2 separate regions of the Arachis hypogaea genome follow, and region 2 is linked to region 1. A link is a contact called in public Hi-C data. All regions are on one chromosome and are shown on one strand. Each heading gives the region's core, a stretch centred on a gene start, on an enhancer-like site or on the middle of the called end of the contact. The rest is flanking DNA. Distances are from core to core; before and after follow the strand shown.

The links. Hi-C and Micro-C count contacts between places; a contact is called where the count stands out from the background.
Region 2: a Hi-C map of an unstated tissue shows a contact between it and region 1, with 4 times the contacts expected there. The contact joins the promoter of LOC112733205 here to the enhancer-like site in region 1. A contact is called at or near these places in 4 of 8 Hi-C or Micro-C datasets (leaf and an unstated tissue).

What each region holds. Positions count from the first base shown.
Region 1 is chr13:28,101,652-28,106,256 of arahy.Tifrunner.gnm2.J5K5, reverse strand. No RefSeq gene overlaps it. Among protein-coding and RNA genes, the nearest start is that of LOC112733195, 16 kb to the right of the region's middle. Within about 2 kb of position 2,311, at least 3 of the 3 cell types and tissues checked have open chromatin away from gene starts, as enhancers often do.
Region 2 is chr13:28,394,381-28,398,985 of arahy.Tifrunner.gnm2.J5K5, reverse strand. LOC112733205 (protein MAIN-LIKE 1-like) reads left to right here and starts at 2,417. Exons shown (of 5, transcript XM_025782082.1): 1 at 2,417-2,455; 2 at 2,548-2,610; 3 at 2,692-3,215; 4 at 3,333-3,420; 5 at 3,513-3,638. The coding sequence starts at 2,417. The coding sequence ends at 3,638.

The DNA of each region.
Region 1 (4,605 bases), core at 1,062-3,561:
TTTTTAAAAGATTATATATATTCAACTAATTAGAGCATCTCCAACCGTATATCTGCAATGTTTTAGTATTCCCACTCCTTGTTCTTTTCTTGTTCTAATATAAAAATAATTATCATTTTATATATATATTTTTTATTTTTATGTTTTATTTTTGAGTCAATGATGAAGAGGGGACAAAATACAAGATTAAGAAAATTTTAATTTAAATTTGAAAATGTGCAGTGGCTGATGACAGAGATTTATGTGATTTATGTTTGTTTCCTTCCATTGGATTTTATTCAACTTGGTCGGCGTTTTATATTGATTATGGTGCTTTCAATGTGTCATACCCACCGGTGATAGCAGAAAAAATATGCTCAATTTCTGTTTGTTGTTGAGGCATATTCTACTTTAAGACAGCAACCACCCTAATACCTACATTGGATTATAATTTATACTAAATCGTATTGAGAAAAAAAAAATTGAATCTTCAATCGTCTAGTAATTAATAATGTAGTGTTGAATTGTTCTTCATATATATAATTATGCACATAATTATTGTTTCTCTTGGCTGTTGAAGTGTTCACATCAGTCCCCATTTAACTTAGTCTAGTTAAAAGAGAAAAGCTTTTGTCAAAGTTCTCCAAACAACTTATCATCAAACGAAAACGTTTTATCTAGACATTTAATTATATAATAGAAAAGTCTAGGGACCAGCAACTTTTTCAAATTTTGGCCAGCATGTAATCAGCAAAGAAAAGTGAATCATTGGATGAAATTTCACACCATTAAAATCATGATTGATAGCTATTTGATGGTTACAAATCACAAAAGTTGCTGGCCCCTAGCACTCCTCTTATATAATTCCGCAATATAAAGAAAAATATGTATATATTTTTTAGCTGGATTTTATGGTATTTATAATTATGGTAGTTATGTGACTAAATTTTTTAAATTAAAAAATATTATTATATAATAAAAAATATTATTGTAATAAAAATATTTAATAACCAAAAAAAATTAACAAAAAAAAAGTTATAAATTGTCTTATTTAATATTTATTAATTATTACAACAATTAATAAATACTAAATAAAATAAGTTTCAACTATTTTTTGCCTTTCTAGCATTACTGTATTTTAATTGTAGCAGCACATTTAATTTTAAGTGTTGCCAATCATTATAACTACCGTAATAATAGGTATTATAATATACACCTAATTTTTTTAACCTACATAAGTCAAAATCTATGATATTATTCAAAACTAAAAATGAATTAAAATGATTGAAATTGTCTTACATTTATTAAATGCTAGGGAGACAAAAAAAAACAGCTAAAATTTGTCTTATTTAGTATTCATTAATTGTCTTAATAAATACTAAATAAGATAACTTATGACTATTTTTGTCTAATTTTCTTTAGTTACCAAATATTTCCGATAAATAAATACCATAAAAACTATATCCTTATTCTACGTAAACTTGCTATAAGAGCAAGCGGGAAAAAAGAAATTATTATCAAACAAAACATGTTCCTCTCCATCACGCTATTAGTAGCGTCTTTAAAAGGAGAAGAAAACCAATAACAAATTACCATATATACATAACATTTAGGATAACGGATAATAAAATAAAGCAAAAGTACAAAAAAAATTCAACATCCATATAGATAAATTTTATCTGGAAAGCACCTACCAGAATGACCCTAAGAATTCCTTGTATTATTTTAATTTAATAACTACCAATCATAATGATTCACATTTTTCTTCCCTCACTTTCTAATATGCATTAATTAAATGTCAAGGTCATTGAGCAATCATTGATTAAATAATTAATTTTTTTTATCATCGCAACAAGCTCGCCTTCTATATGAAAAGTACCCAGGGCTAGCTTATTTGCCTAACTGTTCTAACGCCCCCAAGTAGAAGAAACAAGTCTTTTATTTGGTACCCACCGAAAACGTAATAATTTATTGTATATTTCGGCAATATATGTACATTTTAAAATTTTGTAATGAATGTTTTGAAATGTCTACTTGCATGTCGTTCTTAATGCGGTGATAACAAAATCAACTAACATGGGATTTGTTAAATTGGTAAGTATTTTTTTTCTCATACCATAATGTACATACATGTCTAAGATCGTAAACCACCAGAATGCTCAGTTTTGTTTTGTTTTACAATTATTGGGATTTGGGAATTGGGGATCGTCAAACCAGCTACGGATTATGGAATTGTGGAATAATTATTTTGGTTCGAATTATAGACCGTTGTGTTTGACTCTGATCAATTTGGGCTCCTATAATGGGCCAACTATTCAGTTGGTTACACACCCTACTTAGGTGTACTTTTTTTGTCAGGTCTGATTAGGTGTATTGTTTTTTGTCAGGAAATTAGGTGTACTTTAAAGTGTACTTCTTCCCCGTACTACGAGAGAATGGTAAGTAGAAAAATGGGCCCTTAATCCAAGTATTGACCAAAATGTGTGTAGAAAGGCCGAGAAAGGGATCCGTGAACCTTAAAGTTTTTGGTCATGGATCTAAAGAACCTTAAAATGGGCGTTTAGAGAAAAGAAAAATGAAAAGGAAAGAGGATGAAAGGGTAACAAAACGAGAAAGTGCCTTTCAAGATCAAGAAACAAAACGATAGTCTGTCTTTGTATCCGGTCATCAGGTTTACAGGTTAGGCAGTTTAGTCTATGCGTTATTGCATGTGTGACTCATATGTTTTAGATACGAGTTAATACTCAAATTGATCCCTAAAATTTTAATTAACCTAAATTGGACTCTCAAATTTACAATCATAACTTGTATTAGCTTTTGAACTGATCTTTATTAATAGCGTGTTGATTTGACATGTTAACTTGTCATGCTGGATAAAAATAAAATGATGCCATTTTATATTAGCGCCTAATCTTTAACGAAATGACTTAGTATCATATGAATGGTTTTAAAAGCATCTTGTTTTATGATCATTACTAGATGAGAAATAAAAGTTTCGTATAAAATCACATTATTTCATTGAAGAGTGGGCACCAATACAAAAAAAAAATCTTTTGTTTTATTCAAAATGACAAATTAATATGTTAAATTAGCATGATGTTAACATATATGAGTTCAGGGACTAATGCAGGTTACCATTGTAAATTTAAGGAGTTCAATTTAAGTCAATTAAAATTTTAAGAAGTCAATTTAAATTCGACTTCAAATTTTAGAGGTCAAACTAAGTGTTGACTGTTTAAATCATGATGGCAGCTGAGGCAATGGCATAGTGGATAATTTATTGGCCACCAAGAAAGCTATACCAGGTTCAAATCTTGCGTTAAACTCAGAAAGTGGAATATAGAATCGGTAATAGTGTGTGTGAGTGACTGTGTGTATGTTGTGTAAGAAAACAAAAAGATGAACTACCGAAAATGTACTTATTGTCTTGGCGTTACCAAAAATATTTTCAATTTTTGTTATCAACAAAAATACTATCAAAAAATTTAAAAGTGTGTCAAAAATGTCCAGCGTAATTAGAGACCTGCTTCGTTAATAGAAAAGCATGACGTGACTAACAGAGCATCCTATGTAACAAAGGAGACTTTGATATAGCTAAATGGAATGTATGAGTTGTCTTAAACCTAATTGAACTTGTTGCTTAATCAATGGATTGAAAGTTACCTCCAGAGAGTCGTGATGAGAAGATTTGTTGGCTTTTGGGCTCCCTTTATATGTGAAGAAAGAACACAAGTGTTGGCATCCAAGTCCATAATTACTTTAAGTTGAGAGTGAATGGATGAGATTACATTAGGGTTAAGTGAGAAAGGTCTAATTAGTAAAACCAACTAATCACTTCAAAGAAGAAAAAAGAGAAAGCTATTATATACATACACAAAGTCATCACTGTAAATTGGCTACTACAGATTTGTTAGTATTTAATTGAGCTCAAATTTGAAAAGAGTGTTTAGGGCACTTGATTCTTCATTTTGATCATTCAAATTTTAGAGATGAGGTATATATTGAAATTATAAGTCACCTAATAACAGCTCTATTTTGTGGATTTTTTGTCTTCTTATTTTTATTTATAAACTTTGATGATTGATTGATTGGCTTGTACACATTTTGTGTAGTAATTCATAATTTTTTTATACTTTATTTTTTTTATCACTACTACATTTTAAATATTTAGTAACATTTATCTCTTAACATTTGTTAAAGTATTAGTAATTATTATAAAATTATATATAAAGTAACATTTATAATGAAATGTTAGTAAATACATGTATTTTAAAAAAAAAAACTTAAAAAGTATTACCTATTCCTATTGACATGAAAATAAATGAACATCCCCTTCTTTGAAAATCAAAATTGGAGACCTAACCTAACGGCTGGGACAGAAGAAAGATTGAAAAACCTGCTAGCGCAGAGAATCAATTTCACTCCAAATCTTGCTCTCTTTCGAACTCTTGCTCTCAAATTTACTCGCGCTCTTGATCTCGATCTCGATCATGCTTTCAATCTCGCTCGCACTCCGCTCCTTGAATCTCTCTCTTGTTTTAACAAACTCTATTTTTCTCTCTCGATCATATCTAAGATTTGTTTCTCTCTATTTTAAGGTGAGTCTGACGGAGAAGGAGAAGAAGA
Region 2 (4,605 bases), core at 1,168-3,667, 290 kb before region 1:
AACCTCTTTGCAGTCACCTCTCTCACCACTCTCCTTGTTCACCGCACGGTCAGCCCTTATCGCGCTGTCAACCTTCACTGCGTCGTTCTCTCTGTTCGCGACATTCTTTTTCTTCTTCGAGGGTGTGTCCGTTATCTTCTCCGCAACTCCGCCGTCGTATCTATTCTTCTCTCCGCTGCCAAGTCTCCCACCTCTTCCACTGCTCGGTGCTCTACCTCATTGTTGCGTTCTCCCACCGCATCAATTTGAAAGAAGTCGTCGTCTTATGTTTAGCATTTTTGTAAAAAATTTTGCTATTTTTGTATAGAATAGATACTTGCAACTCTATTCCTATAAAAAATAATAATTAGTCAGAACTATCGAAAAGATGGGAAATAGGGCCCCACAAAAAATAGAGATGGAAAAAAATTTCCACGGCGAGAATCCGGGCAGAGACAGAGAGCAAATCTGGGGACGGAAATGGGAAGTAGGGAGACATCCCCGATCTAGGACTGGTAATACATACCCTACCGCGGGTACCCAACCCGGCCCAATCTGTTTGGGTAGGGCAGGCTACCCGACTCGCTGCGAGTAGGGTAGAGATCGATCCGGGTATGCCTGCAGGTAGGGTAGGGTACGTGTTTAGAGTGTACCCTATCCTATACCCTACCCGCACCCTATATATAACCCACATTTTATAAAAAATAGATATATAGTGAAAGAAATATATAAAAGTTAAATCCCAAACCTCTCTTATGTAATGACTTGCAATAAATGGACAATCACTAAACTAGTTAGTTAATTTAGTAATTTAGAGCATTAATTTTTTATTTTTTATTTTATTAATATGTATGAAATTTAGAATGATTAAATTTTATATTTGCTTAGAAAAAAATTGATATTTCTACGGGTAGGATAGAGTAGGATAGAATTTAAAACTTTAAGACGTGGGTAGGATTAAGATTGAGAGATTCTCAACCCACAAATAGAATATGATAAAGTTTTAATAAAATTTTTAACTCGTAAATAGAATTAAAGTAAAGTCAAAATTCTATTATACTCTATCCATTACCAATCCTATTTTTATTCCCTGCTCCGTTTCCATCCCTAATTGTATTTTTTAACAAAAAATCGAGATCCGGAAGAATATTTCATTGTCACGGAAAATAGAGATCGAGATGGAAAAAAGTTTTAGGACGTGGGGCGGGTATGAGAGATCATATCTCGTCTCCGCTGTTCTATATTATCATCCATGTATATAATTTCTCTTAATTAACTTTTTAGTGCGAAAAATCAAACTATATGATCGAGTAATATTCACTAACTCTAATGATGATTATAATGGCTAATGCTCTTATTTATAATCCTAATTAAGCAACTAATGGATCTAACGACCAATGATCAACCATCACATTTTTTTCTTATATATACACACAACGAAAGTATATATATCTTTTTATAGAGGCGGGATATATATTTGTTTTAGGGCAAAACACCCTAATAAGCCAAGGCAAGATTTAAGTTACGTAAATAAGCCAAAGTCAAAATCGTTTTAGCAATGAGCCAAACACTATCTTAATGTAATTCGAACCAGCATGGTTCGAACTACAATCGTTAATAATTCGAACCAGAGTGGTTCGAATTAGGCTGAAAAAAGGTTGCATGTAATTCGAACCATGTAGGTTTGAACTCTAATCCCATGTAATTCGAACAGGGCTAGTTCGAATTACACACTCGAAAGCAACCCATGTAATTCGAACCAATCTGATTCGAATTACCCTTGAAGTGGCTCCTTAGTAATTCGAACCGACCTGGTTCGAATTACTCGTGATTCGGCTATATAAGGAGTTCGAATCAGCCTCATTCGAACCATTATTCATTTCCCCTGCCCCACCAAATCCCAGAGAAAACGACCCAGATTCTCTCCGACGAAGACCTGAACGGAATACTCTGCTGATGGGGGACGATCCGGCAAGGTTATATCGCTTGGACGGAGTTGCTCATATAGCTGGGGTCATCAACGACGAGGTTAGTACAGAAATAAGTTCGTGCTAGCGGTTTATGTGACTAAGTGGTTTTGCATTTGGTTTTAGTGGTTTATGTTGGTTTTTTTATGTTGGCGGTTTATGTTAGTTGTTTTATGTTAGTGGTTTGTGTTAGTTGTTTTATTTTAGTGGTTTGTGTTAGTTGTTTTATGTTAGTGGTTTGTGTTAGTTGTTTTATTTTAGTGGTTTTTGTTAGTGGTTTAATGTTAGCTATTTTCTTGTTAATGGTTTTAGTGAAGCTGTTTTACGTTAGTGGTTCTAGTTAAGATGTTTTATTTTAGTGGTTTAGGGGGGGTGGTATATGGTAGTTGTTTTGCATGTGGTAGTCATTCATGGATATTTATGTGGATTGATTTAGTATGATGTTTTGTTGATGATTTATCGTGTTGGTTATGTTTGTCATTGATTACGAAGCTGGTTCTAACAAAGCGGTGCTTGTGATGCGCAGCCTCAGCGATGCATCAGGAGCATGCGGCGGCAGCAGGGCATGCGACTGGATGACAGATACGTTCTGTACTTGCAGATGGCCGGACTATACCATCTTGTAAGGCTGAACGACAGATGGTTCCGGTTAGACGAGGCCCTAGTCAGTGCATTCGTGGAGCGCTGGCGTCTGGAGACGCACACGTTTCATATGCCGTTCGGAGAGTGCACGATCACACTTCAGGATATTGCATACCAGTTGGGTTTGCCGGTGGACGGGCATTACGTGAGTGGTTGCCTGTCAGAGTTCCAGATATACATCCAGGGTGGCCGTCCAGCCTGGGTGTGGTTTCAGGAGTTGCTTGGAGTGACTCCTCCTCCCAGTCAGGTTCAGAAGTACGCAGTGAACTGTAGCTGGTTCCAGGAGACCTTTGGTGAGTGCCCCGAGGGAGCCGATGACGAGACTGTGCGGAGATATGCCCGTGCGTACATCATGATGTTGTTGGGTACGCAGCTGTTTGCGGACAAGTCGGGCAACCGCGTTCACATCAGATGGCTTCCCTACGTTGCTAGGCTGGAGGAGATGGGTACCTATAGCTGGGGTTCTGCGGCACTGGCATGGTTGTACCGGTGCATGTGCCGAGTGGCGAACAGACATGTGGTTAAGTTAGCGGGCCCACTTCAGCTACTTCAGTCTTGGATCTTCTGGCGATTTTCTCTGTTTAGGCCTGCAGGGTATGAGACATTCAGCTGGCCGTTGGCCTCGAGGTACTATACTCAGCCTTCTCTATTTCAATTTAATTTGCATAACTCCATGTTGATTAATAATGTATTACATACCGAAAACACACATTTAGGTTGCCATAAGACACATGTATGATGCAGGTGGTCAGGTTACAACCCTTCCGGTAGCGAGAAGGGTCCGAGAATGCAGATGTGGAGGTTGAGGATAGACCGGTTACAGGACAGGGAGGTGAGTATGCAACTTAAACAGTTTCATTATTTAACCACACTTTATGAGTTGTGTCTATGACTTGTCCTGACAATGGAGGGTTCTCCGTGCAGTTTATCTGGATGCCGTACAGCAGCCCCGACGTACTTCAGGTTGTGCATCCAGAGGCACTGGAGCCTCGGCATATGGCGTTGTGGCGGTCTATGACGTCGCTGATCTACTTTGCCGTCATAGAGTAGCATCAGATAGATAGGGTGCTTCCGCAGTTCGGAGGGGTGCAGCCCCGTCCGGGTCCCGCCCTGAACATCGACTTTCTGATGTCAAAGGATGGCAGAGGTGGTGATAGATGGTTCCCGTACCATTTGCAGAAGTGGCATCTCTATTGGGAGTCCCGTGCGGAGACCGTGCTGAGGTTCGATGTTGTTGCCGACCCTGGACCATCGCATGAGTTCCTCGAGTGGTGGCTTCAGCATGGAAAGAGGTTCTTGTCTCTGGACATGGAGGTAAGTGGTATGGGTCAGGTATGGGTGACGGGGCTGACCCTGGGGACGCTGGACTCGGGTCGGGGCCTCTTGGAGATTACTTTGTTGGTGTACCCACCCATGACCAGCCTCAGCAGGAGGGTACCCCATGGGTTATTCCGGGATCACAGTGGTCAGACTTCCTTGCCTCAGATACGCTAGATGCGGACTTCGGAGGTCAGTAGTTTCTAGAGGAGATTACCGCCATCATGCAGGAGGACGTGCATTCCCGGAGACGAGGTCAGACCTCCGGGACGCAGGCACCCTTAGATGTTGATCTGAACGAGCCTCCTACGGCATCTGTTGGAGACCATTTTGTATTGGGAGGTACACCACCATCAGCCTACACTGCTGCATCAGAGTCCGTTGCCGGGCCGTCTGCGGCAGCCATCCATGTTACGCCACCTGCACAGCCTGCCCCGCATGAGGACGCAGATGAGATAGAGGATGAGGAGCCATTTATCCGCAGAGGTCAGCGGGCACGGGTACCCCGTCGTTGTGGTACGGGCTTGCATCTGTTTAGATGAGTCACGTTTCATGTATTTTGTTCTTTAGGGTTCATTCATGTATGATAGCCATGTGTACTTTTGTTGTTATTTTAGAGCTGTTTTCCTTTGTTGTTTGTTCATCGTATTGTACTATGAAAACTAGTGTTTACCGGATTTATCATTGACTCTTTATAATC